2 separate regions of the Mus musculus genome follow, and region 1 is linked to region 2. A link is a contact called in public HiChIP or PLAC-seq data. All regions are on one chromosome and are shown on one strand. The core of a region is the stretch at or near the end of the contact, and the rest is flanking DNA. Distances in the headings are between cores, read along the strand shown. Region 1 holds the start of E330032C10Rik (RIKEN cDNA E330032C10 gene). Region 2 overlaps Lclat1 (lysocardiolipin acyltransferase 1).

Region 1 (4,857 bases), core at 560-3,059, 57 kb after region 2:
GTCCGTCTTGCCTCAGGGGCTGCCTAGAGGACCCTGTAGAGAGTCTTGGGGATCTTTCCCTGGGTCAGCTGCTAAAGCCCAAATCATTAGGAACCTTCTAAGCAAAAACGCCAGCCCTTCACAAGGAGCAGGCAGAGAGGCCTGTTGAACGCCTGGCAAAACCCTGCAGACTCTAAATCCACTAACAGAACCCTCCAAAGCCTTCCTCCAGCAAGCCCTTCTTGGAAGCTTTTTCTGCCACAGCTTAACAAGGACCAAGATTTGTAGGAAGTGAACAGGGGCTGGAACGGAGGGTGGGGTAGGGTGGGAGCTGGAGTGGGGAGTAGGAGATGGGCAAGAGGGATATGCAGGAGTTCTACCAGCCTGGCCACAGGCCCTGACTCTACTTCCTTCCCTGAGACCACGGCCCACAAACCTGGCACCTGGTTCACTGTAACACTTTAATACTCACAGCCATGCCCCATCCTAATGGCTCAGGTGGATAGTCTGGACCCCAGGGGTTTTCAAGCTCTGCAGCAGACTCTAATTAGGATCCAGTCTGCTGCTGTTAACCATCAGAATTGAAACTTGGGCCTCTGGCTCCTTGTGTATAAAGTGAGCATTTGGCCTTGGAGGTTCTAGAAGCAATAGGTAATGTGCAAGTTGACTTTACTTGTGAATAGTTTGAGCTTTACTAGATGTGGGGCGTAGGCATACAACAGGAGGAAGCTGGCATGCTGAGGTCTTGGCCCTTCGCACCCTTATGTTCACTCCGTTCAGAAACAGAAACAAACAAGCACAAACCCAAAAGAACAAAAAACCCCAAACCACTGACTATGGTGTGCCACCTTCCAGGGTATAAAGCTAGCTGGACAGAGGTGGAGACAGTAAATCAGGGGTAGAACCCAGTGCCAAGGCTTGACAAACCCTGATGCCAAAGCTTGTGTGTAGGCAGGGCTGATGGCCCTGTGTCCCCAGCCGCTGAGCACAAGCCATCAACTCAGACACCACAAGGCGGCTATCTCCTCACTGCCCAGAGTATCGTGGACAGCACCATTTCCAGAAAACACCCTCAAGCGACAGATGAGCATTCGAGTCTCCTGTGGCCAGTCATGGCTCTCTTTACTGACAACCAGGGCATTGATGCATCTTTCACTGACATTTTGTCCCAGGGGTTGGCCGGAGAGAGAATCTATTTTTCGTCTCCTTCATTCTGCAAGACTGAAATTACCACAGGAAGTGCCTTTCCTGAGCAGTCATTGTCAGGGACTGGAGGGTAGACTCGGTCCCCCTGGTCAGCTCCTATTGGGTACAGGTGATGAGCCAGGGATAGCAGTGGGCGATTGCTGATGGTTATGGTGCTTTTAATATGTTTGGCCCAGGGAATGACACTGTTAGGAGGTGTCGCTTTGTTGGAGAAAGAGTGTCACTGTGGGGGTGGGCTTTGAGAGAACTTTCTCCTAGCTTCCTGGAAGTCAGTCTTCTGTTATCTGCCTTCAGATGAAGATGTAGAACTCTCAGTTCCTCTTCAACCATGCCTGCCTGGATGCTGTCATGTTGCTGCCTTGAAGTCTCTTCACAGCAGTGGAAACCCTAACTAAGACCATGGTGAACAGAGGCAAATGAGGGGTTGGCTCTGCTGCCAGGAGACAGCACTGACTAACCCCCCAACCAGGCTTTGAGGAAACACAAGCTCATTGTGAATAGGAAAGGAGCTTGAAAAGAGCTGAGAAGGCCCTCCCTCTGGCCCCTCCCCTGCCTGGAGATGACTTCATTCTTTCCCAGGTTGTCTAAGCCCCCTCTATCAGCCACCTGGGGGAAGCCTCCTGAGGGCTTACTTAGCAGAGCCACCAGGATGAAGAGGCTGCTGTGGAAACTGGCCGAAGACCAAGGACAGGCTGTGTGGGAGGAAACTTGGGTAATCATCAGGATATTGGGTTCTGTGTGGTGATTATCTTCTCAAAGTTTTAATAGTATTTCAACAAAGACTGTCCGTTTCCCTTTTCCACTGAGCCTCGTGGTTTATAAAATGTCTGTGGGGGCTGCTATGGGAGACCTGGGAAAGCCTCATCTGGAATTGAGAGCCTAAGCTCCTCTGTACTATATGGCCATCACTTGGGATGTTTAGAAAACAGAGTCTACCCCACCCAGGCTCCGCCCAGGTTCCCCCAGGCTCCGCCCACGCCCTGCCCACACTCCACATAATTCTTACTCATCAGGTGGGAGAATAGAGGAGTGTTTCCCCAGCTTGTGGCTGGCTGGCCTTTGAGAAGTCCTGCGGGGCCGTGGCTCCTCTGCTCCAGGCCTGTCCTGGGTGCAGCCCTGCAGTATCACAAGACCCGAGGGCAGAGACTGGATCTGATTTCTCTGTGAGATAGGATAGTGCCCTAGACACACCATCCCCTCTACCTCATTCAGGCTAAAAATAAAAAACAAAAGACAAAGGAACAAACCAGCCCCCATATAAGATCTTGTTTTATCATTAGCTTCTCATGCCAGGGGCTAAGATACCTCTGGACTGACCAACACAAACCAGTTCTTTCTAACCACAGTGGGATGGATGCAGGAGAGCAGCTATGTCTCCTGGTTGAAAGGAATCTGCTGTCCCCTGATCTCTGGGGACAGCTTGACAATGACACTTTTATTACAGCCCCATTCAAAGCAGATTAGCTATTTTACATGCCTGATGCCTTAAAAAGATGTATAAACGAGTCAAATTCATTTTCGATAGCCTCATTTTTCTGATGTGTGAAGAGCGTTGCCTGCCCGTGTGTTCCGGGAAGTCCTCCTGTGTTTACTGGTGTGTCAGGTCAGGGATGAGCCTGCTTTCCCGGCACTGAGCCAAGCCTGAGATGGGAACAGGCTCTTGAGGCCACATGGGGCTCTGTGGGGGCGAGGCAATTGATGGAGACCTCCTCATCTGCTAGCAGCTTCTAGAGGAGAAGGATGTGGGGGTGGAGAAGTGCAGCTCTGTCTTCAAAAACCACTAGCAAAAATACTCTATAAAAGAAAATAAAAACATAGAATAGTCTTTTTTTTTTTTTTCATGGTCAGAGACCTGTTTATACTATCTAAAAAGTTGTTCAGGACCTCAAATAGTTACAGATTACGTGCGATCAGTACCTACTGCAACAAATGTTTTAAGTACTTATATAATCTCTATTATGTGTTAATATAAATATTCCATTTTGTGGAGATAGCTATTTTCTGAAGCAAACAAAAGCTGAGTATGGGACATAGAACAGTTTTACTCTGTGTGTGTATGTGTGTGTGTGTGTGTGTGTGTGTTACTAGAAGAGGAATTCCGCCATCTGTTGATTATCTCATGTGAGATACCTCTAGAAAACTCTACCAGATATTTATGAGAGAACAGGAGCAAACATTGTCCTAGTGTTTTCTCAGACAGCACCTGGCCAGATGGCAGGACACACGGGGGAACCACTGTTGGGCTGAGAGCCTCCCTGATAGGGACCAAAAGGAATCTCTAAAGGAGCAATGCGGCTCAGCACACGGACCAGGAAGCAGAGAGAAGGTCAGAACAGAAAAGGTAAGATGCAGGCTCGAAAGATGCACCAGCGACCTACTTCCTCCAGCCAGGTCGAGCGTGTGTCTTGCTTGCCAGAAGTCTGTTCCGATTTTGAGCCCATCACGGGCTAAGTTTATTCTTTATGTCAGAGCCAGAATAACATTCCTCTCTGGGAACCCTCTCACAGACTTACTAAGTGTGTTCTCAGTCCCACCACGAGGACAAGATGAGCTACAGGAACCAAGCTAAGGCATAGCCACAACAGGAAGGCCATCAGACAACCCATGATATGAGGGAATTACACCTCACAGAATACAGTAAGCAGGCACCAGCTCCAGCCAGTGTGAGTAAATAAATATGTAAATAAATGGGGAAGGAGGGAGCCACTTTTGGTTGCTGTAGCATTCCAGTTAATAAGTGTAGAAGTGGGGGGAATTGGGACTCACCCTGTGGCAAGAGTAAATCACCACCACGGAATAGCATTCACAGGAAAACCAGTGGATTGATTTTACATTCAACGAGTAAAAATATATGCTTGGAATCAGGCTGCATGCAAATGCCAGGGCCTCGCCACCAGATGAGTTTATTATGAAGGAAAAAAATAGTCAATCCTTAGCTGCCTGGAATCAACATCATTAGCCTAAGTCAGGCTGATAGTGTGTGTTCTCTAAGAAGGGCACCTTTATCTGATCTCAAGGAAGGCTCAGACAGTCCCCAAATGGGTGCCATCTTATGACCTCATCAAAGAGGGACCGGGGAATTGTGGGTGGAGGAGAGTAAAGAGATATAACAAACCCATGCAAAATGGGATCTTGATAAAATCTGAGTGTGCTCCAACTGCCCGATGGTAATTCCTGTTAGATTTTTGGTTTTGATAACTGTACCCTGGCTACGTGGTGGTAGCGCTATCTCCAGGAACTGAGTAAACTTCCTTGAGGCTCTCTGCCGATGACTCTCTCCCTCCACTTGGTTTGCTCATTCGGGAGGAAACCCACCCCCACCTTTACACAGCATGCCTGAGATGCAGTCAGATTTTCCAGTGTAGACTGTCATTCATCCAACGCGTGCTGCCCATTCACTTTTCAGGAAACATCCCCACAGTCTTCCTATCGAAGCTAAGGAGCAAAACAGCTGGGGGCTTGGGGGAGAATGCCGGGCCAGTGTGTCATCCTTCTTGGCTGGAAGAAAAGAAGGTCAGAGGATATGAGCCATGAATGGGGCCTGCAGATGTCCAAATGGAGGTGGTATTGATCAGACAAAGGGCAGTTTGTATGTATCAGAATCAGGCCAGGCCAGTGAGGGAAATGCAGAGTCCCGCTCTCTGCTCAGTTGGGGACCAGATGTTCCCAATC
Region 2 (4,553 bases), core at 240-2,739:
TCACATTCTTAGAAATATACGTGCACATACATACCAGCTCCTTTATAACCTTAAAACCAGCAAAGAGAACATGTGTTTTGTGCCCATTTTATTTCTTACTTACATTGTAATCTTTCATATCTTTGGACCTTTGAGCTGATTGTGCAGTTTATATTATGTATTCGGGTTTTTAAAGAAAGAAATATTTAAGGAGAGAGCATGGTGTGCTTTAAGGGAGTGGTTTTTGAAACAGCAGACCTTGCAAGTTCAGATTGGGCCAGTGGTAGTCCTGGGAAGAGCAGCAGTTGAAACCTAAAAGTGGACTACATCATCTTCTGTGTAGTGCAGTTAAGGATACCCTTGTTTCTAAGACAGTTGATTTACATGAAACCCAGTCACATTGTGCAGTAAGTAGTCTGCCCTACTACTCTACCAATTGGAATAGCAATCCTATCAAAAAGTACCTTTACCAGAATCTCTAGAATAAAAGTTTGTACCATCCTAGTTTCTTTTCTGATGTTGTGATAAACATCTTAACTGAAAGCAGGTTAGTGGAGAACTGGGTTTACATCGCCTTACACTCCCAGGTCACAGTCCATCTCTGTGTGGAAGGCAAGGCAGGAACTTGAAACAGCTGGTCACATCCAAAGTTAGCAGGGGAAATAAATTCACCCTTGCTTGCTTGCTTGCTTGCTTGCTTGCTTGCTCTTAGCTAGCTTTCTTCTCTTTTACATTTTTCATGATCCCAACTATAGGAAACGATGCCACCCAAAGTAGGTGACAGTCCCTGGGATATGCCCACTGATCAAGATTAAGACTCTTTAAAAGTGCTTCCAGGTTGTGACAGGTTGACAGTTAAAGCCTGGCGCATGCAGCCTTGTCAGGTTGACATAAAATTTGCCATAACACTTGTTTAGTTCTGTCTGATTTGGAAAGGAAAACTATTTTCAGATTTTAACAATGAAATTCCATAGAATTTGATACTCTTGAACATAAAATTTCTTTATTTAACAAATATTCCAGTGTTTTGAAATTTCATATACAAAATTAATTCCCTTCCATGAAGCTTGTTATATGAAGAAAGAGATAATCAGCTACTAAGAATCCATACAGTTGTCATAAGAGTTGGTATAGAAAAATAAAACACTTGCCCCTAGAGGTATTGTGGGCGTGGCTGCTGTGTCACATGTGTGTCAGGAGGTGGCAGAGAGGGGAGAGGCTGTGAGTGTTCTGACTTACAAACCTAACATTTCCTGGGAAAGGTGAATCTAAGACGACCATCAGTTTGGCATCAGGCTCCCAGGATATGGAACAAGCCAGAGACTAGAAGAATTCCACCTGAGACCACAGCCCTGGGCAGAAGCAAGCCTGGTCCAAGGTCCAAGGATTTAAATTGGCGGACCCCAACATCTATCCCATTAATAAACTGCTGGAGTGTGTGAAGAGGCCGGTCTTATAGATCCCAAACTACAGGATGTCCATGAGACAGGGCAACAACAGGATATCTGGGAGGAGTCTCAGTGAGGTTCCAATACTGATAGAGTAGCAGAAGCCAGAGGCCTCGTGGCAGACCGACTCATTGCAAGGAACATTTGCAAGAAGTGTGGACAAAAGGAAATACTGTGGGACATACTGTGACACACAGCTTCCACAAGAGTTTTATCTGGGGGTCGTATTGCAAGCATGGAAGGTGGGCACGAGGGAAGGGGGAGATGAATGGGATTGGGGTCCATGATGTGAAATTCATAAAGAGCCAATAAAAAGCTAAAAATTTTTTAAAGGGGAAAAGATAAGGCAGGATGGGAAGACAGTAAAAGAAGGAAGCAGGGTGCTAGCCTCTAAGGTGGTCAGGACCAGCCTCTCTGAAGTTTCGGGTAAGTAGGAACTGTGTGTATGAGGTAGAAGACTTCATCTGCAGCAGAAGGCGTGGGTAGCTGAGGAGCAGCTGCACAAGCTGAGGTTGCAACATGCCCAGTTGGCTTGAGAAGCTCAGAGTGGCCAGCGGTCCCATGGGTGTGGGTGGAAGGAGTGGGAGGCTGCAGGGAATGAGCTGACAGGAGGCTGTGGTTGGAAAATGGGATGCCAGTGCAGTTACTAATAATGATGGTCTGGGAAGGGGTGGGTGAAGTGAGGGGCGGAACATCACCACACTGATTTGTCCCATAGTGTGTCCCAAACCGTACATTTTAGCGTTGTGTATATTTGTCTCCACATCTACATCAGACTTGATTTTCACGTGAAAACCCTCAGAGTCACTGATCCTGACAACAAGCTGATGAGAGGTCGCATCTCTCCGATGTCTCTGGGCTCCTTGTCCCCTTTAAGGTCTGCAGCTAGTTGCAACAGAAATGCTGCCACTAGTCTGCTCGTGCCCAGGACATTCACAGCAGATGCAGAATAGCTTACTGATTTCCATGTCCAAGGTCTCTCCTTGTATTGTTGGGAGAGCTGTGGGCATTTGACTCAGTGCCTCTGATAGAAATGACACAGCCCCTTCTGTAAGATTATCTACTGGATATTGTGTTGTGGGATACATCTGTGGTTGCTGGAGGGCTAGAGAACTCACTGATCTTAAATTTACTCCTAGGAAAGTTGTGTTTATATAGATAAATTTTTTTGTACTAGTCTGTAAATTTCCAAACAGAGCTGAGAATTACATGTCCTAACATTTGCTGTCATCAGAAGATATTTCATGATCTCTACTAGTCAAGGCCAAATTTTTGAACACTTTATTTTCCAGTTGTATTTGCTGAGTAACGAGTTTGGTTCTTCTTGGAATTTGTAAAGTGACCTCATGGAATGGAAAAAGAAGTTATTGCCAACAATTGGAACATATACTTGTCTCTGTAACTATATTCAGCCAAATCATGTTCAGATGTGTGTACATGATGTGCTAATCATGTGTCTATTTTGCTGTGCAGTGGTCTGGGTAATATTAGCCACTCTGTGCTTGAGCAAGGCAGGTATTTTATTTTGCTTTCAAAGCCCAAATTATTGGATTAAAAAAAATGTTGATTTGATTGCTAGTTATTTCTTCAGGGTGTTTAGATTTTGTATTTTGTTAATTTTTCATGTTATTAGTCTTTTACGTTTAAATTGTTCTTATGTCAGGATTTTATGATTCTTAGTGCTGCTTGGGATTGAACCTAAGGGGCCTTGCACGTGGCAGACAAGTGACATTGAACATCCCCACCTCACATAAAGATGGTCTTTAGTGAAAACTTTAGCTAATTAGTTTTTTGTTTTTATATCTCAATTTTCATTTCATATCAGTTTTTTTTAAGCCACCTAAGTAATTTTAAAGTTGGGATATAAATTTAAGGATATTAAGGCTTATTCATAACGTAAATTTACATCTGTCTCTATCAACCTATATACCTACCTACCTACCTACCTACCTACCCACCCCCCCACCCAGCCAACTTCAGATATTTGTAAGGGATTATCTCAAATGTTTGCATTGTGGGCTGGATAAATGGCCCAGTGGTTAAGAGCATTTGATATTCTTGTAGAGGACCTGATTTGGGGCCTAAATCTGTAACTCCAGTTCCAGAGGATCTGATGCCCTCTTCTGGCCTCCTTGGACACTGCACACTGTCACACAGACATGCAGGCAAAGCACTCATACACATACTCAGAATGTTTGCGTTGTCTTTGTATACTGTGTAACAACAGAAAAGTGCCTTCTGGGCATATGCAGGGTCTCACAGTGTAGTGGCTAGCCTGGAATTCACTGTGTACACTAAGCTGGTCATGAACTCCTGTAAATCTGCCTGTCTCTGCCTCCCGAATTCTGTGATTGAAGGTGTCACCATCATACCTGGTCATAAGTGTTATTTTTGTACAAGAAGTGCTTAATGTTTTTCCTTAGCTTTTACCTTATGGCTCCTAACAGTCTATTCTTTTTGTCTAGAAAATAATAAGGCTAGGAGTAATGATTTTGCTGAGAAGAACGGACTTCAGAAATATGAGTATGTTTTACACCCAAGAACCACTGGCTTTACCTTTGTGGTGGACCGCCTAAGAGAAGGTAAGTTCTGATCTTAAAATGTGTGGTTTGAAATAAATGTGACACAAATCGCTGAGCTGTGTATGTATATCTGACGTGTAGTGAGCCATATGAATCCAATGACCTGTGACAAATAGTCACCTTCCTCTTCTAAATGTTTCATGTCATAAAATTGCCTGTGCCTAACATGAAAGGCCTTGAAACCTCAAGTAAGAGAAAGTGTCTTTCCTTAAATGGCATCACTGTTCTTTGAGTCTGATGTGTTTTAAGATACAAACTATAATTTGCTAAAATGGAGCCTTTTACATCGAAGTACCGTGATTTTGAAGAAATATTTGCTACCAGCCTAGAATCACATTGGGATGGTAAGACCAAACCTGTCTATGGTCAGTTTGGGTTATTTTTGAAATTCTGTGATTATAACTACTAAGATGTGGTCTGTGGTCTTGACTTTTGCGTTGCCAATGCCTACTGCACACCTCTGCCATCAGCTTGTAGAAGCTTGTAAAGGTGGAAGTCTTTGTCTCTGTATCTGTGCAGAATGGCACGAAGGCATTCAGGTAGT

Evidence for each region. HiChIP or PLAC-seq counts read pairs in DNA pulled down with a chosen protein or histone mark.
Region 1: a contact with region 2 is called in an H3K27ac HiChIP or PLAC-seq map of embryonic fibroblasts, with 20 read pairs. The contact joins the promoter of E330032C10Rik here to the enhancer-like site in region 2. A contact is called at or near these places in 6 of 39 promoter capture datasets (the 3T3-L1 cell line, the C10 cell line, the HPC-7 cell line and 1 more), 1 of 15 datasets of contacts at CTCF or cohesin (CD8 T cells), 14 of 484 Hi-C or Micro-C datasets (the 3T3-L1 cell line, 3T3-L1-derived adipocytes, the C2C12 cell line and 9 more), 4 of 115 datasets of contacts at active chromatin or transcription factors (CD8 T cells, the NIH/3T3 cell line, embryonic fibroblasts and 1 more) and 2 of 9 other capture datasets (adipose tissue and pancreatic islet).

What each region holds. Positions count from the first base shown.
Region 1 is chr17:73,249,177-73,254,033 of GRCm38.p6, forward strand. It overlaps E330032C10Rik (RIKEN cDNA E330032C10 gene), which reads left to right and starts at 1,810. Exons shown (of 4, transcript NR_167655.1): 1 at 1,810-3,526; 2 at 3,693-3,848; 3 at 4,592-4,746.
Region 2 is chr17:73,192,787-73,197,339 of GRCm38.p6, forward strand. It overlaps Lclat1 (lysocardiolipin acyltransferase 1), which reads left to right. Exons shown (of 6, transcript NM_001177967.1): 5 at 3,893-4,009. It also overlaps the pseudogene Gm25406. Among named protein-coding and RNA genes, the nearest start is that of E330032C10Rik, 56 kb to the right of the region's middle. Within about 2 kb of position 1,490, at least 62 of the 459 cell types and tissues checked have an H3K27ac peak or open chromatin away from gene starts, as enhancers often do. A contact at or near this core is called in 3T3-L1-derived adipocytes, the C2C12 cell line, the HL-1 cell line and 6 more, where this site is marked.